Regions from separate parts of the Gossypium arboreum genome. Here region 2 is linked to region 1. The links are chromatin contacts, called in public Hi-C maps. All regions are on one chromosome and are shown on one strand. Each heading gives the region's core, a stretch centred on a gene start, on an enhancer-like site or on the middle of the called end of the contact. The rest is flanking DNA. Distances are from core to core; before and after follow the strand shown.

Evidence for each region. Hi-C and Micro-C count contacts between places; a contact is called where the count stands out from the background.
Region 2: a contact with region 1 is called in a Hi-C map of leaf, with 2.7 times the contacts expected there. The contact joins the promoter of LOC108482888 here to the promoter of LOC108468478 in region 1. A contact is called at or near these places in 2 of 5 Hi-C or Micro-C datasets (both in leaf).

What each region holds. Positions count from the first base shown.
Region 1 is chr7:25,612,156-25,615,901 of ASM2569848v2, reverse strand. It overlaps LOC108468478 (protein MAIN-LIKE 2), which reads left to right and starts at 1,442. Exons shown (of 7, transcript XM_053031094.1): 1 at 1,442-1,668; 2 at 2,212-2,328; 3 at 2,623-3,267; 4 at 3,462-3,629. The coding sequence starts at 2,221.
Region 2 is chr7:25,947,866-25,951,624 of ASM2569848v2, reverse strand. It overlaps LOC108482888 (threonine--tRNA ligase, chloroplastic/mitochondrial 2), which reads right to left and starts at 1,547. Exons shown (of 7, transcript XM_017786014.2): 1 at 988-1,547; 2 at 745-891; 3 at 473-620; 4 at 1-86. The coding sequence starts at 1,299. LOC108484063 (cytochrome b561 and DOMON domain-containing protein At5g35735-like) reads right to left here. Exons shown (of 3, transcript XM_017787695.2): 3 at 3,214-3,680. The coding sequence ends at 3,351.

The sequences.
Region 1 (3,746 bases), core at 193-2,692:
TTAGATTCTAGTAAGGTAAATTCATTATGATTTTAACAAAATTAGAATTGGGTTAAGAAAATAATTTAATTGAAAGAATTAATTAAATTTATTTTAATTAAATAAATAATATTTTAGGAATAGAAAAATGGTTATAATAGGGAGAATTATATTGTTGGAAAAAATCTGGTTCGAAAATGGTTTTCTTGTACAACGGGAAATAAAAATTTTGAAAACTAACCCAGTTTATGATATTTATAGCAATAAACCCTAGATCGAATTCACACTTGTGTTTTCGGATAGATGGATCCTTATCGTTTCCGACTTTCAACTAAATGATCTTCTCCATTATTCTCGTTGTTTCAAGGGTTGACTCGAACGATTCGAATCAAAACACAGAACTAGAAATAATTTTCTTTTCTTTAGTGTGAAAATGAAAAATCTCTTCTCAAATAGAAACTGACAAAATTTGTTATTCTGAAAAATAGATTCAATAGTTGGAAATAAATTCTCTCTATTTTTGGGTAGAGTAACAATATTTTAAAGTTGTGTCAATAGCCCTATCGATGCCATCAATTTTGTATAGGTTGTTTGCTTTGGATATTTGAATAGGTACTTTGACATTATTGGAATTCAGTGGTCACATCGTGACAACGTACTCCCAATGTCGCAATGACAAAAAGTTCAGGGCTCACGTTGCAGTGACATAGCCTCGAGGTCATGATGAACTTAAGTCAGAGAGTCACGTCACGACGAGGAAACCTCTGAAGTCGCAACGTCAACCTGGAATTTTGTAAGCATTACAATTTAGTCCTAATTCGACCTCATGCTAGTATTAAAACTTTCGTAGGCTCGTGTAAGACCCAAATCCAATTGTATGGTTTAAACAACATCTACGGTTCAGATTCAAGCCTATCCATAAGATGAAAGTCCCTAAGGGATTAAAACACTATACAATCTTATCCCTTATGATGACAAATATTCACTAAGGTAACTCTGGTTTTACTGAGTGTTTTACTATGCTACCAATGCTTCAAGTAAATAGATTTCTCCATATGTTCCACGAATTGAGTTAAGTCAAATGAGCTCATTTAATTAATTGACCTTCACATGAAGTTTTGTGCACATGAAGTTTTGTGCACATTTGTCACGGGTTTTGATCAGCAACCCGTGACACTAATACAAGATCTCCATGATACTTTTTAACAATAAAATCTAGTATATATATTTTTGGGTGAATGTTAATCATATTTTGCGACAATAGTTAAGGTTATATTAAAAGAAGTGATAATTGAATTCAGTAAAAGTAATAAATAAAATTAAATGAAAAGGAAACAAAATATGCATGAAAAAAGCCCATTTTCTTCGAGGAGAGAAAAATTAGGCCGATGCCCAAATCATCCAAAAACATGCCACGTGTAACAACGTGAGATAGTAATTTACCCTAAGCCTATAGCCTATTGGATGGAAAATTTTGAATCCATTCATAAACGCAGCGCAGCGAAGCGAACCCACATCCCAGTTTTGGAGACTTTCACACACACGGTACAAAGAGGAGAAAACCCTGCAACGACGCGTTTTGGTTGCGGTTTTTTTTTTTCTTTTTAATTTCGCTTTGAATTCCGCTGAAAATTTTCTTCACGGTGGTGCCTGCTTTCTTTCTTTCCTGTCGTTTTGATTAAAACTCAGGTATAGTAAAATCAAATTTCTTTTTTTTTTTAAATCTAAATTTTTATTTTTTTTGCTTTCCGGCGTCGTTTCTTTCCCCCTCACCCTCACCCTCACCCTCACGCTCGCTTTCTGATTTCCAATTTCTGGATTTTCCCTTTTATTATTACAATTATAAAGAGAACGTTTATCTAAACAACCAAAATGTTCACACCCAAATATTGTTTTCTGTTTAGTTTTCCATTTTTATTTGTCCTCCGAGAGTTAAACGGAAACTAGGGTTTTAAATTGAATGGACCACCCAAATACGAGATTCTTCAAATTTTTATATTTATGTGTATATATATATCATTTGTTTGCAATTAATTCGTTAAAAAAAGTTTGAAATTGATCTTAGTTATCTGTGCTTTGTTTCAAGGGCTTGATAAGAATTGGCTCCAAAATGTAAAATTTAAGTATATATTAACAGTGATGGAGGCTATCCTGCTAATTTACGGGACTAAACTATCTATTTTGGCCTGCATTTCAGGCCACTTTGATTTATTTTGGTTTAAATTTTAGAAGATAAAATCAATGGAAGAGATTGGAATGGACCCATCTGCAGCCAATCCTGGACCCATCGATCGTTCAGTACTGTATGATCAAGACAAGCATGTATCTTCAGCTGTTTGGGATGGCCAGGTCTGTTTCTCATTCCCACCAATCTCATTCTCCGCCCCCCCCCCCCCTTTATTTGCAGATATGTAATTTGTGTTTCTTTGATAAGTGAAAATTTGTAGAATTCGTTTATGCACTGGTTCATTTGTTAGTTTGTTTGATTGGTTGTTTATCAGTTTCATCGCCTTGATGCACTAGACTAGTTTTGTCCTTATATATGTGAAGGGTTTCTTTGATTGTGATTGTAAATTTGACTTGTGCATGCGTTTTTATTTAAAACACACTAGCATTATTACATAATATATACATGCATTACAGGAGCGTGGTGCACTTAGATGTCATGAGCATACATCAAAGTTGGGAGAATGGAGACTCACCCCAAAACAGATTGAATTGGTGGAAAAAGCAGGATTTGGGTACTTGAGGAAGATACCTGCCATTAGTTTAGATAATCCGCTCATTTCAGCTTTAGTTGAGAGGTGGAGAAGAGAGACTAATACATTTCACTTCACTGTTGGAGAAATGACTGTGACTCTTCAAGATGTTGCCTTCTTGCTGGGATTGGCAATTGACGGGATGCCCGTGATTGGAATAACGTATACCACTTGTGGAACGGTGTGTGAAAAGTATCTTGGGAAAGCACCAGATTCTACTTATGCAAGTGGTGGGATGGTGAAGCTAAGTTGGTTGAAAGAGTTCTTTTCTCAGTGTCCTGAAAATGCAACGATCGAAGAGATTGAGCACCACACACGTGCTTACCTTTTGTATCTTGTGGGAAGCACTATTTTTTCAACCACCACAGGGAATAAGGTCCCTGTCATGTACCTTCCATTGTTTGAAAATTTTGAGAATGCTGGGAGGTATGCATGGGGTGCAGCTGCATTAGCATTCTTGTATAGGGCACTTGGGAATGCCTCTGTTAGATCCCAAAGCACTATTTGTGGATGTTTGACATTACTTCAGGTTATTCACTTTTCTGATGTCCCATTTTCCTACCCTTTTCTTTTCCTTCTATAAGTGCTTTTGAAGGGCCTGCTGTCTTTCAACTTCTTTTGACAAAAGGAAGCAGTTAGGAGGATTTCTAGCTGAAGTTTTTCTAATGTTATTGACAACATTTAGATAAAATTCTGCTACTTATAATCATTCTTCTTTTTTAGTGTTGGAGTTACTATCATCTAAATATTGGTCGACCAAAGCTCAACAGGGACCCTATCCACGATCATTTCCCTTTTGTACTGAGGTGGAAGGGAAAGCAGAGTGGTCCAACGACAAACCGTGATGTAGTTTTCTACCGTAAGGCACTTGACTCCCTGGAACCATGTGATGTAAGTTATTGGTATTTCCTTTTGTTCTTTAAAATAAAAATTATGTTTCTAGTTGCCATATGTGTAAGAGTCAGCTTCTGATGAAAAGTTAAAGGAAGAGTAATATGGCTGTTTGTT
Region 2 (3,759 bases), core at 298-2,797, 340 kb before region 1:
AACGGACTCGAGCTGAAAAGCTTTGTTGTTTATCTTTCCCGTAGTTTCGACATGTGGCCCGGCACAAAGATCCCACCATTCATTCCCTGGAATCAGTATTAGTCAACAAAATGATATGAACACACACAGACACATGAAAGTGTTACTTATTTCATTGATAAAGATTAACCAAGTTACACCGGTTATGTTCATAAACAGTAGACATAGATGCTTAGCATATGCCAAGGCCACCAAACATGGATTAAGGCAAGTTAGGAGACAGGAATGGAAGAGAAGCCGGTATACATTTGATATCCCTAGCAGAACCAGAACCATAGAAAATACATGGGAAATCTCAGAGGACTAACCTAGAATAAATACATTACTGTTACATAGAAAGTGTTTCTCATGATAACTCAATAAAGGGTCATTTACACGAGAAACTAAAGCACCAATTCTACAGGAAACTTGGAAAAGGAAAAATGTGGCTTACCAATATGATAGATAGTGATAGGATCCTCCTTAATACTATCCAAAATCTCCATCTTGTAAGGTTCATTTACAGCCATTATCCTTTTCTGAGCTTCATCTCTTGAAACTTCTTCTCTTACAAGCGGTAAATTTCGTTTAATGATCCGATCCTACAGATTTGGAGGTAACAAATGAATTTCTCTGACCCCCTGAAAACCATAGCCCAAATGAAAACAATTTCCCCAAAGCTCTCACAAAACTTTCCCCCTTCTTTTAATCAAATAATCTACTTACCATTTCCTTTTTAATCCTCTTGAGATCATTATCAGTCAAAGGCTCCATATCAAAATCATAGTAAAACCCATTGTCTATCCAGGGTCCAATTGTCACTTTCGCGTCTGGGTATAGTTTTTGAACTGCCATTGCCATTACATGTGCACACTGAAATCCCATGCATATAATAAATTTTTTTTTAAAAAGGTCGTTATGGAATAATAAAAAAAACCCAGAAAAGGAAATTGATAACGCAATGATTACCGTGTGTCTAATTCTAAGGAGCTCATCGGATGAGTCGTTAGTTGGAAGAACAAGTTTGCCAGATTGTTCTTGCTTCTGGGTATCCTGTACGGGAACGTTTTGGAGGTCAACTGCTGGTTGAGCTGAGCCAGTGGCCACTGCTGCCTCATGTAAGCGTTTGAGTTCCGGGCGTTTGGGGAAGGAAACCAGGCGTTTAAGGGGGAAATGAAGGGAAAGGGATGGATTGGGGAGAGGGAGAGGGAGAGGGAGAGGAAGAGAAGTGCGTTTAGAAAGGAAACGAGCGGAAATTTGAAGAAAATGGAAAGTAGCCATTGTGTGAAGTGCGGACCATGAACATCAGCCCCTTGTGCTATTGGCTATGGCTATGGCTATGGCTAAAAAAATATCAACTGAATTTCAAGTTTCTGGTTCTCGTTTGTGGATGAGGTTTTTCAGCGTCTTGGTGGATAACAAATTTGCTCGTTCAATAAAATTTTGTAATTTTAAGTTTCAAATCTAGGCCTTCAACCACTGAACTTCACTACTTTGGGCTTAAATTCAGTGTTTCAACAAGTCCCCCATATCTGTTTTCACTAAAACCCAGTTTGTAAAGTAATTGTCTATTTCTATTTCAGTTAAAATATGCTCTTAGTCCCTGTATTTTTCTCATATTACAGCATTAGCCCTCTATTTTTATTTCAGGATTTTAATGTTTTATGTTCTAGTTTTTAAAATTTAAGTCTAATTTTTAATTTTTTAATTTTTTATTTTTTTATTAGTATAAAATTTTGAAATAAAAATATAGTGACTAATTTCTCTTCGTGTATTTATTATAATATATTGCATTTAAATTATTTTATATAATATAAATTTTAAATATTAATATATATTATTATTTAATTTATTAATTAAGTTGGTATCATGAATCAGTTGAACACCAATTTAATTATAAAATTACAAAAATATATTTCTAAGATTAAAATAGAATACATTATTCAAAAGTATCTTAATTTTTTATTTAAAAAATAAATAAATTACGTGTAATTGGATTTAAACTCATGCTATTGACATGGTAAAATATAACCTTTTAACACAAAACTAGAACTTTATCTTAATATGATATTTATATTTTAATTGTATTATGCAAACTATTATTTAAGTCATTGATTAAATTGGTGTCATAAGTCAACAGAGCACTAACTCGTTAGAAAAATTACCAAAATACCATTTCATATTTAAAATAAGTTATATCATTTCGAGTACTTTTATCTTTTTATTATAATAATAATAATAATAATAATAATAATAATAATATGCATATTGTGGTGTATGAACCCACACTGATTGCATTAGTAAAGCCTTAAATTTACTACTCAGCTAAGGCTTGACTTTAACTTTTTTATATATTTTAATTTTATTATGCATACTTTATTACTTTCATCAATTATATATCTATATTATTATTTAAGTCGTTGATTGAGTTGGGATTACGAGTCAACCAAGTACCAACTCGATTATGAAGATTACATATATGTCTTTTCATATTTAAAATAAGTAAATATTCTTCAATGGTACTTTAATCTTTTATTTTAAAATAATGATAATAATAATATGCGATGAAGAGATTGAACTCAGGCCAATTGCATTGATAAAACTTTAAATTTACAACTCAATTACATTGAGTTGGTGTCACAAATTAACTCGACACCAACTTAGAATTGATGTATTCATTTAGTATTCTTAGTATGATGATGTTTTATTTGTTTAAATTCTATTTTACTTAAATTTAATCTAATTTTTTATTGTATATTATTTTTAAATGCATATCTATATTATAAATATTTACACGCATGTGATAGAATTTCTAGTAAGTTTTGTTATTTGAAGGTATTTTAGTCTTTTCATTTTAATAAAATTCAATTAAAATATGAATATGATGGTATTTGAATCTATGTCAATTGAATTAGTAACAATTTAAATTACCACTTAAACTTTATTTCAATATATATTATACATTTTATTTTAATATGTACAAATTATTATCTCCATTAATCCTCGTGTTACTCGTAATTTAATTATTTTTAAATTTTAGTGATAGAATATGTATGTGTATTTTTTTTTTCGTTTTTGTCATGTAATAATATTGTGATAGACTTTGCTCTTTTGTTGTTTAGTTTTCGCGGCCCAACATGTAATCAAAGGAACCACAGCTATTGATGGATGGAAAGAAACATTGGAATCCATGGATACGTACAAAATAAATTAAATTAAATAAAAATACATGGAAGTACCAAAAAAAAAAAAAACCCCAACAACAACATGGTGTAATAGACTGACAAAATATACTTACATATATTACAATATATGTAAGATGTACAAAATTGTTACACGTCCTGTCCCCTGGCACCAAATCCATTCACTCCATTGGCTCCATTTATGCTGTGAGAGCGCTTATCAGTCTCAGACCCTCTGTTCTTCCTCCTCAGAACAATGTACCAAGTGAATGCTTCCAACAAAGTGGCAACAACACCCAAAAATATGAGAATTCCAATGTAAATTCTCTCCCAATGGTCATCGGGTTTAAGGATGTCGAAGCCATCGAAGATGTTGATGATACTGAGGATGATGACTGCGTAACCCACGGAATGGTGGTAGATGTTCCAATACAATCTGTATTTGTGATCCTTGTTTGGCCTCAGAAGCAAAGCAAACACCTGCATGCCCCACATATTTCAACCATAAACATTTGTTTGTAATATTTCAGAAACATGAAGACCCTAGAAGCAAAAGTTA